Linked DNA regions of Mus musculus: region 2 is linked to region 1. Evidence: chromatin contacts called from public HiChIP or PLAC-seq data. All regions are on one chromosome and are shown on one strand. The core of a region is the stretch at or near the end of the contact, and the rest is flanking DNA. Distances in the headings are between cores, read along the strand shown.

The links. HiChIP or PLAC-seq counts read pairs in DNA pulled down with a chosen protein or histone mark.
Region 2: a contact with region 1 is called in an H3K4me3 HiChIP or PLAC-seq map of bone marrow-derived macrophages, with 4 times the contacts expected there. The contact joins two enhancer-like sites. A contact is called at or near these places in 3 of 115 datasets of contacts at active chromatin or transcription factors (bone marrow-derived macrophages, effector CD8 T cells and epiblast stem cells) and 3 of 9 other capture datasets (adipose tissue, liver and pancreatic islet).

The regions. Positions count from the first base shown.
Region 1 is chr9:64,701,218-64,706,891 of GRCm38.p6, forward strand. Megf11 (multiple EGF-like-domains 11) reads left to right here. Exons shown (of 25, transcript NM_001134399.1): 24 at 4,510-4,716; 25 at 5,310-5,674. The coding sequence ends at 5,467. Among named protein-coding and RNA genes, the nearest start is that of Gm36311, 18 kb to the left of the region's middle. Within about 2 kb of position 2,279, at least 147 of the 459 cell types and tissues checked have an H3K27ac peak or open chromatin away from gene starts, as enhancers often do. A contact at or near this core is called in bone marrow-derived macrophages, where this site is marked.
Region 2 is chr9:64,910,889-64,916,562 of GRCm38.p6, forward strand. It overlaps Dennd4a (DENN/MADD domain containing 4A), which reads left to right. Exons shown (of 35, transcript NM_001162917.1): 31 at 777-894; 32 at 999-1,025; 33 at 1,466-1,628; 34 at 1,788-1,852. Among named protein-coding and RNA genes, the nearest start is that of Gm39361, 19 kb to the right of the region's middle. Within about 2 kb of position 3,198, at least 40 of the 459 cell types and tissues checked have an H3K27ac peak or open chromatin away from gene starts, as enhancers often do. A contact at or near this core is called in bone marrow-derived macrophages, where this site is marked.

The sequences.
Region 1 (5,674 bases), core at 1,029-3,528:
GTTCTGATCTTTCAGACCTAGCATGGCCATCTCCTAACCAAGGAGAGCAACTTGTGTACCACTCTTGGGGAAATGGCTATCAGAAGTGGGATGAGCAAGACCCAGGTGGCATTGAGAACATCAAGGCTGAGTGACCATCAGCTTGGTTTAGGATATGCAAACCCCAGGAGACCTGTCTGAGGAGGGAGGCTATTCCTAATCTCCAAGCCAGCCCACAGGCAGTAATCCCCTGGGAGCTTTATTATGGCAAGTTTCTGAGGGTTCTGCCTTAAACCATCCAAATGGAGGCAAACATCATTTCAGTGAGGTTGCCAACAGAAGAGCAATTGTACTACTGAGTCATTGTGACCCAAAGCCTCAGTTTCTTTCTCAGAGTGGAATGGGGACAACACAGCTCTTCCAGGGTCTTTGAGGCTTTGAAAAGAAGTATGACTCAATGGAGAAGAGCTCAGACAGGCCCTGAGATTAGCATCCAAGCACACTTCCCCATACACCTTGTCATACTGTGCATGGTGTTTCGGGTAACTACTTTTAAACTCTAAACCATAAATGTAAAACAAAGCCAATGAAAGCCAGTCTCTGCCTTCATCATTGCATTCCTGTCTTATGGGATCATCTGAGTGCATGGGAGGCTCTCACAGGCAAGCAGCCAGATTTGTCACTGCTTCTAATCAGCTTTTAAATTAGAGAGAACTGTGTAGGCAAATGTACCATCAAGTGCTGGGAGCCAACATGACACAGTAAGAGTTCAAAGAGAGGCAAGTGAAATACTAGTGTACAACTTTATAGAAAAGCTTATAAAACACATGGAACAATCCTACCTGGTGGCTAAATTCCCAAACATCTGGATCAGCTATTTCATGTCACCAATTTAAACTATTTCCTAAAGCATCAAGGGCAAGGCCAAACTCAGGACTAATTAAAGAGTCTGGATGTTTTCCAAACTGTGAGGGACAGAGGAGGGCGCAGAGAATGAGATGATCTGGGTTCTAGTTCAACTGCATGGTGCTCACTAGACACAGTAGTATCTGTGGGTCTTGGCTTCCTCCTCTTTAAAAAGCACAGTTATAATAGCACCACCGCTAAGGCCCCTTACAACTCTGATGGTTTAAAAGCCCTAACTCGGGTAGCATCCACTTTTTTCTCTGTAACTGGGAACTCTGTCACCCTGAGAGGTTGAAGGAGACTGCTGACACAGCTAATCACCTTCCTCCCTTCCACAATATGACTGTACAATAAACTGTCTAGGGTCCAATTCCTTGTCTGTCATGCTTTCAAAGTGTGACAGAAAAGAATTCACTTCTCTTCACCTTCCATCTGGGGATCCCTGAGCTGCACTGTCATCCCCCCAGCCTGTGCTCCCTTGCCACCTCAGCTCCATGCCTCTCCAAGTAATTTTGGTTTCTCAGACATTTAGAAGCCACTAACATCCTGAAAACTCCTTTTGTGGCTGGCCAGTATTCTCTGGACTTCAGATCCCCTGTCCCATCCCTCCTCATATCCTCTCTCTCATTGAAGAGAAGAATGCAAACTTAACCCTAAGGACAGAACCAGCAGGCATCCTATTGATAGCATTAGCTCAGAGGTGAGCAACAGATACTTAATGCCTGGGTTTCCACATACATTTGAATAAATTGGGGCTTAAAAAAGATAGCAAGCCTCAATAGGTTCAGAACATCCATAGAGCAACTTTGGGAAGTCATTTCCTCTCTAGTCTTGTGCTTCCTCAAAAACTAAAGATGTTCATTTCAGAAACCCATTCTGACTGTGATAATATGCATGACTACGTATGGTCCAGAGGAGGAAATAAGGAGAGTAAATGCAGGGGCACTTGGAGCACTGCAGGCTTCCCCTTTCTTTGCACAGTGCCCAGACAGGAAGGCACTGGAGTGGGCGTGTCTGTGAAAGGATGAGGAAGTATTCTAGCCCAGCTGGTTATTTTTCCCCACACCCTGCCCTCATAGCAGGCAGGTGGATGACTCAACCAGAGAAAAGCTTGGCTTCCTGAAGCTGAGTTTCCCAGCTTGCCTTGCCCCATCTCCTCCAGTTCTCAGGAAAGATGGGATAATCCAGCAACCACCACTCTCCATGGAGTTTTCCATCCTGTCTTGGCCTGCAAACCTTGAGAAGACCCTTGGCCCTGAGCACAGTTCCCTACTCCAGCTCCCATTTAGCTCAGGAAAAGGAATACACAAAAATGGATACAGGCTAACATTTAAAAGTTATTCAAATATATGGAGAATCCCACTGTTTCCCTTTCCAGTGAAAATACAGCTGGGTGAGGCTCTAAGGCTCTAAGTCAGTCAGTCATTAAGCTGGAAGCATAGCCTTTCCTCTCAGCAGGCCTTGGTATTGCTAAGAAGGATAAACTGAAGCAGCCATAAAGAGCTTAGGTAACTAGATCTCCTAGGGGGGGTGGGGGGAATCTTGATTTTCAGATAAGATAGTGGTTGAGTCCTAAGCACTGAGCATTAGACTAACAAATAGCTTTGGTTTCCTCATTTCTAGACAGTAATAGCAGTCCTGTCCTACCCAGGGCCTCACCCCCAGCTTCCCAAAGTACTAAGTTTCTTTCTGTTTGGTTTGAGACAATGTCTCTCACTATAAATAAAGTCCTGGCTAGCCTGGCTGTGATCCTAGCTGGCCTTAAACTAAGATATTTGCTAGCCTTTGCCTACCAAATTATGCCTCCCAAATCACACCCAGCACCTATGCTTCAAATAACCTAACTGGAATGAAGGTCACTCATTCCAGTGCTACACAAAATAAGCTATCCCTCAATTCCACAAGGTATGCAATCAAGCCTTGAGCCTCTCTCACTGCCTGATGAGTTTAGATCAACCATACTGGAACTGACTGGGAGGCTCTCAGGCTTATATCACTCCCCTGTACTAAGGAAGAACTGAGAGGCAAACTAAGGTAGATGGTTTGAGGCAAGTCACAATGCAGGACCCAGGGCACCTTCTTCTATGTAGGCAGGCATCTACCAGCAGAAGTAGAACCTATTTACCTACCTTTCAGTCCTAGCTAGAACTGGCTGAGAATGTTTGTTATCTAGCAAGAATGCTTTTTCCTGAGTCAGGTGCTACAAAGGTCAGCCTTATACCAACCAGACTGAAGCCAACCTCTCTTCCAACATGTTAGCTCAACTGGGACGATACTTTGTTACTGAGAGGCAGTGGGACCCTGAGGAGTTTACTTTCCCACTCTAAGTTTCAATTTCTTCATAAGCACTGAGTAGGGAGAAAGGGGAAAGTGACTGATCTACCTGTGCCACAGCTTTCTGAACTCGCAGAAAACAGTTGAATGCACTTCTACACAAAACCAAGGAGCTGTTGCCTGCTCGAACAGGAGCTCCCTACTTTTCAGAACTGCTCTTCATCTGGCCTGCTGTAGAACAGACACTCGGGGTGGCACACATCACAGTTACTTCAGCCAATTGCACAGCCAGTTCCCCTTGCGTCATATGACTTTCACTGTTTAACATTCACAGTAAAGTCACAAGGTGGGGCTGGGAGCTTAGTAACAATAGCATGAAGTGTAAACTGTGGTGGTTGTCTAGAAGATTCCCTAAGAATTTCACCAACTGACTTTCACAGACATTTAGAGGTGAGAGGGCTCTTAGGTCACACTTGACTGTCAAGCTCCAGCCATTCAGGTTATTTCCAGACACCTTGCCTCACAGCTAAGGGTCACAACTGTTAGATTCATTTATTGTTTTTTCCAGTCAAGTCCTAGAATTCGTAGACAAATCATTACCCTCAAAGGGAAGGAGAGTAGCAATTGAAGGAGGGACTCCCTTCTTCTCTGTGACTCCAAGTCACTAAGGGACCATCACTTCATCTCATGTTGACATCACTCTGCACTCACTGGACTGGGTGAGATGAGCTGAGACAAAACTACATTTCAAGGGCCAACCTGAGACTGGGACTTTTTACAGCTGTTACTTCAGTTAGCCCACTGGAAGCATGAGCTCCTGGAAGGCAGGGATGCTGCTATTTGCTTAAGGCTGCTAAACTGTTGACATTCACACTGAAAGACATAGACGCTGCTGCTTCTGAATCAAAGCCTCTAGTCGCCAGGACTTGGAAGAATGATAGTACAGAAAATATGGGGCAAAGACGTCCCAGAGCATAGATTTAAGTTTTGGCTCTGCAGTGCTTAGCACCCTAGCCAAGTTACTGTACCTGTCTGGGCTTCCACCCCCTATGAGGCCAGAGAGCATTTGTATAAGTCAGTGATACATGTAAAAATACACTGTGAATATCCTGAGCTATTATCTAATGACAATAACCAGCCATTTTCTTGTCCTCCAAAAACATGTTTTTTGAGAAAAGAATGCCTGAAAAAGCATACCTTAAGATATTTAATAAGATTTAATCTTTTAGTATGACTGTCTTCTCCAGCCCCAGGATCCTGAAAGCACACAAAGTTAACTGATGTCTATTTCTGGTATTTAAATGAATCCTATGTCCTTGCTTGTCCTAAGAAATCTCTCTTGCCTTGCAGATTACATGAAAGAATCTGTGTGCAGTTCTAGCACTTGCTCCTTGAACAGCAGTGAAAACCCTTACGCCACAATTAAGGACCCACCCATCCTCACCTGCAAGCTTCCAGAAAGCAGTTATGTAGAAATGAAGTCACCTGTGCACTTGGGGTCTCCGTACACAGATGTGCCATCCTTGTCGACATCTAATAAAAATATATATGAAGTTGGTAGGTGTCTCACATAACTTAGCAAAACCAGGGCAACAGTGCAGCATCTCAAGTGAAAACAAGCCCTCCTCCACACACTCTATCTCCATACCACATCCTTCTGTTTGGTTGCATTTGAAGGAACCTGAGGAGAAACTTTGTCTCAGGGTTGCCCTTCCCTCTAATGCAGGAAACCAGAATCTTGTGCCACCTTGCTTACAAATCACAACTGATAAAAGTAGAAACTGTGAGGGTGGAGAGCCAGTATACAACACTTCGACTACTGTTAATACAAATCCAAAGCGGAAAACGAAAACAATCAGAATGGCCGTTTACAAGTTTCTAAATCACTTCTTAAACCTCCCCCAGTAAGACCCACACCTCTAGGATGTCTTGAATCTCTTGTTGTTGAGCAAACTAGGATTCTGGCAGTACACTGTCTTAGGTTTTTCCCTCTCTTAAGCAAGCCTCCATCCTAATCCTCCTGGATTTGTCAGATGTATACATATACCCACAGTTTTTCTCCCCAACAAGTTAAATAGAACTTTCTTCCCTCCCACCAAGGCAACAATGCTAATCTATTCTCTGAACTCATTTTTCACTATATTCCTTAGAGCCCACAGTCAGTGTGGTCCAAGAAGGCCGAGGTCATAACTCCAGCTATATCCAGAATCCATACGACCTACCTAAGAACAGCCATATTCCTGGTCACTATGACCTCCTCCCAGTAAGACAGAGCCCTGCCCATGGGCCCTTCCAGGAAAAGCAGTAAGAGGGATAAGCGTCTCTCTTAGTGTGCTCTGCTGACTATTTTCTGACTCTGAAAGAAGACAATCCATGACTTGAAATATCAGTACAGAATGCCTTGAGCTGTGTGTTATTAGTTCCTTCACCTGGATTGAAAGAAACACTTCCAAACGGGACTGGGGTAACTGTTCAAGAAAGTCTGTTCACAAAGGCAAATCCTATCAACCTTTCA
Region 2 (5,674 bases), core at 1,948-4,447, 210 kb after region 1:
CTGCGGTTACAGACATTCACATTGCTGATGAGTGATAGAGATATTAATTTAGCCACAATTTTCTTGTCTAGGCAAGGGTCTTGAACTGAGAGATAGTGAGTGGAGGGAGCGGGCCTGCTGGATTTAGATTTATTTCTCCGTGAAGCCATAAGCAGGGACAAGATGAGCCCTGTGTGATGTCCTCTCATTGGCCTCAATCACTGTGTCAAATCTGCTGCTTAGAGAGCCTTAGCCTCTCGCCTCAGCAGGTCTTCCTCCAGTGGGTATCAAATGTGTAAAAATATGTATTTTCTGTTATTTTTTCTCTCCTATGTATGTGTCTTTAAATTTTTTATGAGGCTCTGTACTTTCTAGTTTTATGTTAACTTGGCACAAGGTGCAATCTTCTGAGGAGAGAGAATCTCTATTGACAAAATGCCTCCATCAGATTGGCTTCTAGGCAAGCCTGTGGTGCATTTTCTTAATCAGTGGTGGATGTGGGAGAGCCCAGCCCACTGTGGGTGGGGCCACTCCTGGGCAGGTAGTCCTGGGTGCTTGAAGAAAGCAGGCTGAGCAAGCCATGGGGAGCAAGGAAACGGTGCTCCTCTGTGACTTGTACATTATTTCCTGCCTTGAGTTCCTGCCCTGACTTCCCTCAGTGATGGAGAGTCATCTGAGAGTTATAAGCTGAAATGCCCTTTCCTCCCCAAGTTGCTTTTAGTCATGTTTTTATCACAGCAATGGAAACCCTAAAATAAAGTCAAGGATCAATAATAAATTTTTATTTTACAACCCAGATTCCCCGCCACTGTATGTCTGAAGATAGCAAGTATGTTTTAATACAGATGTTATGGGACAACATGAAATTACATCAGGATCCAGGGCAACCCTTGTACATCCTCTGGAATGCCCACAGTAAGTGCTATTATAGAGTGCTGACTTTAGGAGAATAATTTCTGGGTGCTTTAAAAAGCCTCCGCTATGAATTGACTTGTGTCTCTGTGCTTTTTGTCTTACAGGTCAGAACCGCACTCTTCTGTTTGAGAGTGAGTGTTAACTGGTTGCTAGTGGTGCCTTCTGTGGAGCTGAGCCCTGGTTTCGTTTGGGAGGGCAGCTCTGTATGTGGTGAAAGGCTTGCTTGTGTTATAACAGTTCAGCTTGAAGAACATTGCTTGTCCCCGTCTCTTCTTTTCCTTATTTTTTGTTTCCATCCCTGGCTGCTGATGGAGACTTTCCTTTCCGGGCTGTGTTAAGGAAAACTATTTTAAGTTTTATGTTTGAGGCCACAAAACTCTGCAGGCCTATTTCTATCATTAGTTGTCTTATTTTCCTGTTTCGCTTCTTTCATTTTCAAATTTCTATTTTCTTTATCTACTGCCCTTGATGTATTTGCAGTGTAACGTCTTTAACAGTTGCTAGTTGGTGTTTAATGTAGTCTCCCTCTACAGAGAGCATGTCTGTCATCCCTTCTTCTGCTCTTTTACAGCTCAAAAGTACCCAATGGTCCATTTGTTACAAAAAGGTGATGACTCCTTTAACCAGGAACTGCTGAAAAGCATGGTGAAGAGCATTAAAATGAACGATGTCTATGGGCCCATGAGTCAGATTTTAGAGACTCTGAATAAGTGTCCGCATTTTAAAAGACAGCGGTGAGTCTGCCCCTCAGATGATGGGTTATAGCCCATGAGAAGCATCCTGTGGGCTTTATGGTTTTTAGACTACTCTACGCTTATGTAACATAAAGGCTTTGTAGAGAACATAAAAGCTCTAAGGATTCTAATTTTTTCTCCATGTCTTTTTGCCCACAGGAGTTTATATAGAGAAATATTATTTCTCTCACTTGTGGCACTGGGAAGAGAAAACATTGATATAGGTAACTCAATGTCATAAATAACATAGTTTACTGTACTAACTATAAAAACTGTACAAAACACACTATACAGCATATTGTAGATTTTAAAGGGTTTTCAGTGGTGGTCTTAATTATTATATCTTTGCATTAACTTATTAGAAAAATTAATCTTTTTTAGCAACTCTTTAAGATGTATTATTTTTTAAATGATGTGTATGTGTTTATCTGTATGTAGATTTGTACACGTGAGCGCAAGTGCATGGCAGCAGAGTCATGCTAATGTGTAGTGGGCCCGTGTGCATGCTAGTGTGTAGTGGATCTGTGTGCATGCTAGTGTGTAGTGGGCATGTGTGCTATAACTGGTTGCTCAATCAGACCATGCGTCGAGTATGCCGTGAGATTGTTGTTGCAGTTGTTGTTTGTTTGTTTGTTTGTTTTTTGAAACAGTTTCTCTGCAGCCTTGGCTGTCTTAGAACTAAGTAGACCAGTCTGGCCTTAAACTCAGAGATCTGCCTGCCTCAGGCTCCCAGGTGCTGAGATTAAAGGTTTATACCACCACTCCCTGACAGTTGAGTGTAGTATTTTAAATTAACACTTTAAGAACAGACTTATTTAGTTAGAAGAAAGTAATGGACTCATACAGAAGATGGCAATGGGCAAGTTGTTTTAAGGCCTCAGACTTAAAAGCTTCTGCTATTAGGGCTGGTTAGAGATCCCAGTGATTAAAGGCATGTGGGCACCATGCCTGATGACCTAAGTTTGAGCCCTAGAAATCAATGGTAGAAGGAGAGAACCAAGGCCTGCAAGTTGTTCTGTGACCTAAGCATAAGAGCTGGCATGGTGCCCAGTGGGTAAAAGCACTCGCCATGCCACGCATGATGGCCTGACTTCTATCCCTGGGGCCCATGGTGAAAGAGAGAACTGACTCCCAAAAGATACCTTCTGCCTCTACATGTGCACATCATAACACACACACACATACATACACCCAACAACAACAGCAACAATAATCAGCCTTTAAAAGTCTGTGCTAAGTAAATACAGCTGGTGAGATGGCTCAGCAGTGACGAGCACTGCTGTCGTCCCAGAGGACCAGTGTTCAGTTCCCATCACCCATGTCAAGCAACACACAACCACATGTAACTCTAGCTCCAGGGGGTCAGTGCCCTCTTCTGACCCCCATGCTCTCCCACACACATGCACACAGATACAATCATACCATACAGTCACACCACACATACTCAAAAATAAAAATAAAATAAATCTTTATGTGAGCCATCGCACATGGGTTCTGGAATCTGAATGAGCAGCAGGCATATTTAATAACTGAACTGTCTTTCTAGCCTCTCACCCTTCAAAATACAATCAATACCTTCAAAAGACAAAGCTACAATCAGGGAACACTGGACTATGGACCTTGCTAGTCACCGAGTTGAAATAAAGTTGAGAAACTTTGGATGAGTTCCAATAGAAATATAAACATTGAAAATCAAGAGCCAAGTGATGGAGAAGGCTAGAGGAAACACCTGGGCTGAGTCCATAGTTTTGTTTGTAAACAAATATTTTATGTCCTGACCTACCCTTACAATTAAAAATAAGTGTTTCATATTATAAGCAGAAAACTTGGAGCAGAATGCTGTGAATATTTGCTTTTTTTTTTTTTTTTTTTTTTTTTGGTTTTTCGAGACAGGGTTTCTCTGTGTAGCCCTGGCTGTCCTGGAACTCACTTTGTAGACCAGGCTGGCCTCAAACTCAGAAATCTGCCTGCTTCTGGAATATTTGCTTTTTATTTTAATAATTTGAAACACTGGAAACTTAAAACTAAGAAATTTGACAAATTTTTTTAATATTTAATTTAAAAAATGATTGTACAGAGATGTACATCTACACAGATGCCCAGGGTTACTGCATGCACTCAGGCTTCTGCACAAAACATTTGTGACAGTCCCAGAAACCAAAATGGGGGAAAGTCCAAGTAGAGATGGAGAAGTAGATGTGCTAACACATGGGAGGCTGAGGCCAGAGGGTCACACGTTTAATCATGACCAGCCTAGATTGGATCTGAATCTGAAAGTGAAAACTGCCAAAAGAAAACAATGAAAATACAGTGAGTGCTTCAACACGCAGCACATACGGTCTTGGGTATACTTAGCAAAAGGAACCACACAGGAAGTCACATGTGTATGCTTGAAAGTGTGTGAAGTATCCAGATAGAAAATAGATCTGCGATTTCTAGTGCCTAGGATAAGGGAAAGAATGGAAAATTGCTGCCAACTGCTTTTGAAGGGTTTTCATATGATGAAATACTCTGGAATTAGAGAGTGGGGATGCCTGTTCAATCTTGTGAATATATAAAAAGCAAAACAAAGAAAAACAGCCACGCTCAGTTTGACTGAGTTACACACTGGTGAATTGTACATATGGAAAGTATATTTCAAATTTACATAACTTTTCTGACCAAAAAAGAAGAGTCATAAAATATTTAAGGAAGTATTCATTAGTTGGCTTTCCCCTGTAGAAGCCCATATTACTATGGAATGGACAGTGCAAACAAGAGCTAGAAAAGTTGGAAGGACTGAATAGAGTCTAGAAAGAGACATGGACATCTGTGGGGAAAGAAAGTACCTAGTAAAACCAGCTGGGAAAGGCAGAGTTTTACATGAGTTTCAGTCACTGAAGCCACGGGGAGGACACTAGAACCTGGGGAAATGAAGACTGTGTCCTTTGAGCAAGGCTTTTTAACTAATGAGACAGAAAGGGTACCGAGAAACAGCACTCAGCTTGCACTTACCATCCCTTTATGTTCTACCCAGTGGAACCCCAGAATATATGCAGACTTTACTCTTGCCCTCTGCCCAGGGGCATTCATTAAATGTCCAAAGAAGACTGTACTTGATTGTGTTGTTGGCTGTCACTCTACACGAGTCACCACTGGGCACCACTGTGGCACATTTCATAAGGCAATATGGATGTCTTCATCTACCCACCGCAGAATTATGAGACCTGAGTAAAGTCCAGGCATAACTCATAGCTCGTTTATATCTCCAGGGGTTGTTTAAAGTGAGCTGGACCTGTGGTACAGGCCTATAATCCCAGTCACCCAGGAGGCTCAGGCAGGAGGATTGCAAATTCAAGACCTGCCTTGTCTTCAAAGTCACTTCAAGTTAGTCTGGGAAATGAAGAATAAAACTGTAACAGAATGAAAAGTTTAAGAAGGGCTAGGGGTGTGGCTAAGTGTCACAGAATTTGCTTATCATGTACAAGGTCCTTAGGGTCAACCTCCAGTGCTGCCAAAACAATAGAGCAACGGTAATGGTTATAAAGCCACAGTCTTTTCATAGGAACGCTACCTGTTTCCTATGAGAAAGAAGGAGAAGTCGCTTCAGGATGATATCTGAAGATACATGGCTGTGCGTGATAACACATGCCTACAGTCCTAGTTCTCAGAAGGCTGAGATGCTATGAGTTACAAGCCAGCTTGGGCTGCAGAGTAACTCTAAGGCCAGCCTATGCTACACTGAAAGACAATAATCTGAAAAAGATTAAAATATTAAAATCTACACTTTCCCACCAAGTCCTCAAACTAAGTAGGAAACATAGATAAAAACACACAAATTCCAGGTAGAGCTAAAATTTTTACTAAAAAAAAATTAAATCTCAAAAAAATGGATATGGATCCTTCCTTTTCTTAAGTTTGTTTTGTTGGGAAAAATCACCATGATTTTTTTCTCTTTCTTGATGTTAGGAATTAAACCAGGGGCTTCAGCCAGGTACAGTACAAGGGCAAGCGCTCCACCATGAGCCGTTTTCCCAGCACTCGTTCCTTATTTTGACACAGGTTCT